Regions from separate parts of the Mus musculus genome. Here region 1 is linked to region 2. Evidence: chromatin contacts called from public promoter capture Hi-C data. All regions are on one chromosome and are shown on one strand. Each heading gives the region's core, a stretch centred on a gene start, on an enhancer-like site or on the middle of the called end of the contact. The rest is flanking DNA. Distances are from core to core; before and after follow the strand shown. Region 1 holds the start of Clec12a (C-type lectin domain family 12, member a). Region 2 holds the start of Klrb1f (killer cell lectin-like receptor subfamily B member 1F).

The links. Capture Hi-C pulls out chosen DNA fragments and counts their contacts.
Region 1: a contact with region 2 is called in a promoter capture Hi-C map of adipose tissue. The contact joins the promoter of Clec12a here to the promoter of Klrb1f in region 2. A contact is called at or near these places in 18 of 39 promoter capture datasets (the 3T3-L1 cell line, 3T3-L1-derived adipocytes, the C10 cell line and 11 more), 1 of 15 datasets of contacts at CTCF or cohesin (large pre-B cells), 6 of 484 Hi-C or Micro-C datasets (the HPC-7 cell line, LSK cells, cardiomyocytes and 3 more), 5 of 115 datasets of contacts at active chromatin or transcription factors (CD8 T cells, bone marrow-derived dendritic cells, bone marrow-derived macrophages and 2 more) and 5 of 9 other capture datasets (adipose tissue, embryonic stem cells, liver and 2 more).

What each region holds. Positions count from the first base shown.
Region 1 is chr6:129,347,465-129,351,499 of GRCm38.p6, forward strand. It overlaps Clec12a (C-type lectin domain family 12, member a), which reads left to right and starts at 2,780. Exons shown (of 6, transcript NM_177686.4): 1 at 2,780-3,047. The coding sequence starts at 2,957.
Region 2 is chr6:129,043,632-129,047,280 of GRCm38.p6, forward strand. Klrb1f (killer cell lectin-like receptor subfamily B member 1F) reads left to right here and starts at 2,270. Exons shown (of 6, transcript NM_153094.2): 1 at 2,270-2,401. The coding sequence starts at 2,317.

The sequences.
Region 1 (4,035 bases), core at 1,530-4,029, 300 kb after region 2:
GTTTAGAATGACTCCAACCCTGAGTTACCAGTTTTAAGCTAACTTTCTGTTACCAATGTTACAAATATCTAATCATACCCAATAACTTACAAGCCAATACTCTATAACCAATACATGCAGGATATATTTATACCTTTAAAGCCAGTTGAAAACAAAAATGAAGTGGCTACACACATCTTATATATTTAGACTGTAAGGTAGAAAATTTAAGTTTGACCCCCTAGACCAAGTTGGAGCCAAGAAAGAAAAATAGTTGGTCCCTAAAGCAGCCTGTTCCAAGAACTGTCTGACCACAGAACAGGTAATTACACAAGCCGGTTCAGTGACCTCGTTCCAGGACCTGTCTGACCACATGATTAAATTCTTGAGAACAATCTTGAGAAGCAGGGAGTTTCCACTTGTGATTTTTAGTACCCCCCTTGTGATTTTTTCCACTGGTATTCTCGGTATTTTCCAATAATGCCCTCCCTACCCCTTGGGTTGTGTCTTTTTTCTTTAAGTACACCCTTTTCCAGCTACTGGGTGTCGAACTCCTCTACCCCTGTGTGGGATATGAGCTGAACTCAGCGTGCTGGTTCCTGTCAATAAACCTCCTGTGATTTGCAGCTGAAAGAAAGAAAATTAAATTCAAGACTTCAAAGCCCTAGCCAGAAAGTTTATTCAAGGTCCATGACTCATGCAGCTTGCTAGTTAGGAGGGCTTTTTGGGCTTAGAGCAAAGAACAAAGGCTGTAAAGTCATCCCAGGAACCAACTAGCCATAAAGAGAGGGAAGACATACAAGAATGTCTGGACTGGCCCAGCGCCTCCCTATCTCCCGCCCTTCTGATCTAAGTTAAATGTTAACCAGATGCTCTGCTGTTACCTCGATCTGCATGTACAGTCTGCTGATGTTTAAATGAGCCAATCATGTGAAACCACGCCAATTCCTCCCCCAGTCCCAGACCCTTTTCTATAAAAACCTCTAGCTTTTAAGCCTCGTGGTCGAATCCACTGTCTCCTGTGTGAGATGACCCGGAGCTCCACCATTAAACTACCTTGTGCATTTACATCAAGTCGGTCTTTTCGTGATTCTTTGGGTGCACGCCAAATTGGGAATTGAGTGGGGGGTTCCTCACTAGGTTCTTTCACAGCAAGGACGGTCTCTCATGAGTTCTTGGGGGGTCTCGTCATCCTGAGACTTGAATGAGAGTCTCCCCTCTTCGGGAGTCTTTCAAAACCAAACAAAATTTTCGTATCCTTTCTAGCTATAATTTCAAGAGAAAAAGCACCTTATTACTTGCTGAACCCAATAATCACAATCAGAGATTTTTCTAGGAGGAACAACTGTCAGCTTCTTTACCATAGAACTTGAGAAGCTGCTGGGCCCTTTAAAAGCAGCATGGCAGGTAATCAGCCCCTAGCAGGGCTTCTCCAGCTGTGATTGACTCCTAACTATAGGTGCAGGGCTCCAAAGGACAATTAAGACTGCCTTTAAACAAGCTAAATTAAATCAGGGGGTGGGCAGCCAGCACATAAAGTTTTAGCCATTTTTTTCTTTTCAACACTAAACACGAACAACAATCATTCAAACAACGAAACAAAAACAGGTGTAAATTGACACACATGGACAGATTGGTGCACCAAGGACAGACAATAGACAGAGAGGGAAGAGAACTTGATGTCCTAAAGGGACCTAGAACCAGGACTAAGGATATCTCCAGTAGGAGCCAGAGAGGAAGCAGGATGTCTTCTGATTTCCTCCTGTCCCAAGGAGAGCTCTGAAATAGCTTATCTCTTTTGCTAACATGTCCTGGACAGGGGATACCTGCTTTTCTGAAACCTATTCTCTCTCTCTCTCTCTCTCTCTCTCTCTCTCTCTTTCTCATGTCATTTGAATACCATTTCTACTTCTGGGCACCATGGACAGCATAAATCTACTTGTGCTAAGAATTTTTCTAACATCTGTTTTTAAACCCTGCTCCTCTCACCTGATGCAACTCTTGGCTGTGGAGAAATGGCTATATAGAATTCCCCTGTCCCGTTGAGCTGTTACCCCTAGGTGAAGTTGGCTTCGGGTCAACACCTCTTCAGCCCAGCTGTATGCCCTTAATACACCTCCTGCAACAACAGCCTCCCTAAAATAAACTAACTAGTGTTAGCATTAATGTTGTTCATTACTGGGCAGGATACCATTACTTCTTCTGTTTTCTGTGGAGCTCCACTCAAGCCAGTGTTTCTCAGTGCTTCCTCCCACTTCCCCATTTTCAGGCCTCAAGCTATGCACCACCTGTAGCCATCCAGTAGCCACTGAGAACTGGGTTAACCTGAAAGGGGGGCTGGGAATGAAAAGGACTATGGGCTGCAAGAAAAGGATGAAGCCAAGATCAAGGCAAAGTTTAATTCTGCAGCTCCAGGTAAAAAGGGAAGACCACAAAACCCAACCTTTGTTTAGGCTGTATTATGTTGCAAAGCAAGCTCAGTGAGCTTATTTCAGGAACTTGCAGGTGCAGCAAGGCGATAACTCCACTTGAGCCTGCTCAAGGTTGGGGGAAGGGCATGGTGGTGCACCAGGGAGCATTTGAGATTTGAATCACTCCGATTATTTCCCTGTTTCAGAGTTTAATCATATGCTGTTTCTGCACTGTGTGGTAGGAGCAAATTGCGCAACTCGTATGAAGCTAATATTATCCAAGCACAGTTTAAAAAATTACCTTATGTAAAGAAAAAGGAAGAAATATGAGGAAGAAAAGTGTTCCTCTTTCAATCTTATTTATTCTTGTCTGAGGCAATAAACTGACTGTGGCTCATAGACACATATTTGAGAGTCTGGCATAGTGGTTTTTCAAAAGGAAATTTGAGCTTGTGAGGTTAGCCACAGTTTACAGAGGGTTGAAAGTCTAGGTAGGCTTACTTAACTGTCAGCCCTCTCACCTTTTTCGAAGGACATTTTCTGGAGCCTTCTTTGAATATTCATCAATGTCTGAAGAAATTGTTTATGCAAATCTCAAAATCCAGGACCCTGATAAAAAAGAAGAAACCCAGAAGTCTGACAAATGTGGGGGAAAAGGTAAGATTTTGAGCCATGGATGAGATGGCAGTGACCACAGATTCATGCAATGTGAATTTTTAATTTTTATTTCTTTAAATTTTAATATGCCATATGAATTTTTGTTCAGCCTTTCATTTAAACCCCAAATAACAAAGTGATTAAAAATAATTTTTTTCTTTAAAGCATAAGGTATTTCTTTAAGCCATTGTAATACAACATTGTATTTTACATTTTTAATATTAAATTAAATTGAGGTATGTGGAAAGAGATTGTATTTTCAAATGACAGTGTTTTATTGTGAAGGTTTTGTTTTGTTTTGGTGTGTGTGTGTGTGTGTGTGTGTGTGTGTGTGTGTGTGTGTGTGTGTGAAGCCATGGAATTAGGACTATACCTTATTCAGGAAAGTCATGGGCTTATATGTTCTTGCTAGATTTTTGAACGCAAACTGCTTGAAGTGTAGGAGAAAGACAAAGAAGGGGAGAACATTTTTTATTTTTAAATCTGGCTTCTCTCCTCATTGTTCATGGAGCTTGCTCTGATCCAGATCTTCAGGAGTTTCCATATTTTATCCTAGCATTCAAATCTCTACTCTTTGTCTTAAATTTAGGTTAAATTTAATCTGTGTATGTGTGTGCATATGTGTATGAACATGTATGAGTGTGTGTGTGTGTGTGTGTGTGTGTGTGTGTGTGTGCACGCGCATATGTGTACGTGTGTGTATATGTGTGCTTGTGCCACAGTGCTTGTGTGGCAGCCTGAGGACAGTTTGAGGAGACAGTCCTCTCCTTGCATCATGTGAACCACCAGGAATTTCCCTTAGGTTATAAGGCTTGCAAAGCAAGTACAGTTAGGCCCTGAGCTACTTCTGAGTCATGTCTCTACCTCATTGCTGTGCCTTTCTGCTGTTTTTATATTGCTGAGCATTCCATTTTAAGATTGCTCTTTTGGTAGATCTAAGGGAGTGGTTCTCTAATCTCAGATATCCAGTAAGATTGGAAGTTCAAGG
Region 2 (3,649 bases), core at 1,020-3,519:
GCTTAAGGACCCAGGTGGAGTCATCTGCCTTGCTGTACCTGCAGCTTCCTACTGGAATTTAGAAGAATAAACTGCCTGCTGAGCTTGCTTTGCAACATAATCCAGCTGAAACAAAGAATGGGTCTGTGGGCTTTCCCTATATACAGTGCTGAATATTAACCTTGGAGTCTTGATCAGAACCTTGTCTTGACTTCATCCTTCTCTCCTCCCCACTCCTTGTCCTTTTCATTCCCAGCCCCCCTTTCAGGTAAACCCAGTTCTCCATGGCTGCTGGACGGCTACATTGGATATTTTCTTTATTTACATTTCAATTGCTTTCCCCTTTTCAGGTCTCCCTTTTGGGAACCCCCTGTCCCATCCCCCCTTCCCCTGCATCTATGAGGGTATTCCCCCACCCACTCACCCATTCTCATCTTCCTGCCCTGGCATTCTCCTACACTGGGCATTGAACAACCTCAGGCCCAAGGACTGCACTTCCCACTGACGTCCAATAACGCCATCCTCTGCTACATATTCGGCTGGAGCCATAGCTCTCTCCATGTGTACTCTTTGGTTGGTGGTCCAGTCCACAGGAGCCAGCGGAGGGAATCTCACCAGTTGACACTGTTGCTCCCTGCAAGGGGCTGCAAAACCCCTCAGCTCCTTCAGCCTCTTCTCCAACTCCTCCATCGAGGACTACGCACTCAGTCCAATAGTTGGGTATAAGCATCTGCCTCTATTTGTCAGGCTCTGGCAGAGCCTCTCAGGAGATAGCCAGCACTTCCCAGCATCCATAATGGCGTCTGGGGAGCAAAGAGCTCTTGTAGCTTCCTGGTGAGCTATTCTGCTCATGGCACCCATTGCTTTGAGTTTTGAGCCTGAAGCAATGATCTTAACTCATGGTTGCCACTTACTGGCTCATATTTTCACCTTCTTTCATAAAATTATTTGTTTATCATGTTCCTTTTTCACATTTAAGAGTACTATTACTTATGTTTACTCTGTTGTTTTATACATCCTAAGTTCCATTATTAATTTGGAAGGGTTTGATACAAAAAGAGGTTTCTAGTTAAAAGCTTGTGTTTATTTCTTCTTGAAATACTCAGTAGACCATTTACTATTGCCATACTCTAAAACCCTGGATAACTTACAATCACCCAACACTTGACTTTAATTCAATATCTTCTTATATGTATGTAATATCACATCACAATCTCTTTCACCCATGCTCTATCTGCATGCCTCTCTCTCTGTCTCTCTCTTCATATGTTTTACTATGACAAGATCAAGGTAATTCTGATAAATATATATATATGTATATATATATATATATATATATATATATATATATATATATATACATATATACATATATATATATTTATCTGACAATCAACTAATGTAAGGACATCATTAGCCCATTAACTAAATTCTCCAGGAGTGCATTGTCAGGATGATTTTCTTTTTATCTGTGTAACAGTGGCTACATTACTGTGCAGTAGCAGTAGCTGGTGATACTCCTGATATTTACCAGCAAGTGCTCAGTTTGCTTCACACTCACATGGACAAATGATTCTTGTCTGTGGTTGTTCTTGTTCCCGTTAGTTTACACTTTGTAGCATAGAGGTGTTTGTAAGCATGTATACCACAAACCATAATACCCCAGTCTCCTATCCTGAGCAGAGCTATTGTGAATTCCTAGTAGACACAGATAGCTTCAGAACTTACACCTTGGAAAAATCTTGCACATTTGCTCAAATCTTCAGTTAAGATGAATCATAAGGCAGAGTCCTGTGCCTGGTATTGAGCATAATGACTGTCAACACACAGTGACAGCTGAGGACATTTCACTGCATCTCAAGTAAGCTGTGAGACCCCTCACACAGGCTTCTGCTCATGTTGTAGTCATCATGGTCATGGGAAATGAGTGTGAGTCCCAAGTTGTCTGTACACACCCCCTGTCTCCTAGAACTCACAGCCAGCAGACTGCTGCCATTACCAGGTAATTGTGAACACCTGGTCAAATTCCACTCTGACCACAGAAAGCATCTTTAAGGAAATCCTTGCTTTCCTTCTTTTTCACTTGTGATAGTTAAAGAAGGAAATAAAACCATCCAGAGTAGATCATGTGTTGTATCTTCTGTTTCAAAGATAAAATTATTTAATCGGTGTGGGCATAATGGAAACCAAGTTCAGTAACTACAGAGAAACCCTCAGTTGCAAGTGTGGGCGGGTGTGGACACAGACAGCAGTGTCCACAGAAGACTTCCTTTTGTTAATTTTGCTTCTCAGAACTTAGAATTTGTCACTGTTCACAGTTCCCATCTCCTGTCTACAATGGACACATCAAAGGTCCATGGCAATGTAAAGCCATTTAGGTGTCCAGGGTATAAGCAAGCATCTTCTCCATCTTTCTCCCCAGGTAAGTGGCTTTATTTATTCTTTTGGAATGTGCATATAGCCTAGATATAAGCCTCCCCCATTATTTTAGAGTTGTAAGCAATTGCTTTGGAATAGTGAGATGACTTATTAGGTAAAAGTACTTGCTGCACAAACCTGACAACTGGAGCAAAAGTAGGGGAGATGGCTTGTTGAAATGGAAGTAAGAGCACTGAGAATTCCAACTGCTTTTGCTGGAAAGAGAATCACTTCTTGAAGTTGTTCTCTGATCTCTACACCTACTATAGTATGCAAACATGAGCAGTCACATAGACTCTCTCTCTCGCACACACACACACACACACACACACACACACACACACACACACACTCACACTCCTATATCCCACACCTGCAATTATACAAAATGGACACACACCTACAGTCACAAACACACACTTATACACACATACACACCTGCAGTCACACAGACACACATTTATCACACACCTGCAATCACAGACACACATCTGTACTATCAAACACATACACTCTCTGTCTCTGCCTCCCTCTGTCTCTCTGTTTCTGTTTTTGTCTCTGTCTCTGTCTCCGTCTCTCTCCCTCTTTCTCTCTCCCCTTTTCTCTCTCTCTCTCTCTCTCTTTCTCTCTCTCTCCTCTCTCTCCTCTCTCTTCTCTCTCTCTCTCTCTCTCTCTCTCTCTCTCTCTCTCTCTCTCACACACACACACACACACTAGCTAGAAACCTGTTGCTTTTAACCAGTGGTTCTTCTGTTGATGTTGATAGTGTAGGACAGCTTGCCTGTAGCTATCTATAGATTCAGAGAGAAAAACTCACATGTTGCTTTTTATTCAAGTAACCTTTATGCACAGGGCTTCTTCTACTCAGCCTTAGTTAAAAACACCCTGAAGAAATAATGTTTTGCAAATATGAGCATGAGAATGTTATTAGAGATACTGCAAACTTGCTGTAATAGGTTGCCCATTCCAGATCGTGGTACACAACAGACTCTCTGGCTCAACTCCACTGCAGTTGCACTTCTAGCATTTAGCATTAGGGAAAAATCAGCCCTCTTTTCTGCCAGTTTAGAAATCTTAGGGAAACAATGTGCAAGACTGAGGTAGTACTCAAAAGTATCTAACAGGACATGAGGATGTATGAAAAGGGACCAGAAACTGAGGTAGAAAATGTGTCAAATTGTCCTGAGATAGCACTGAACTCTGTGACCCAACTGGACTTACTAATATTAATAACACTGCACCATTTCAATTT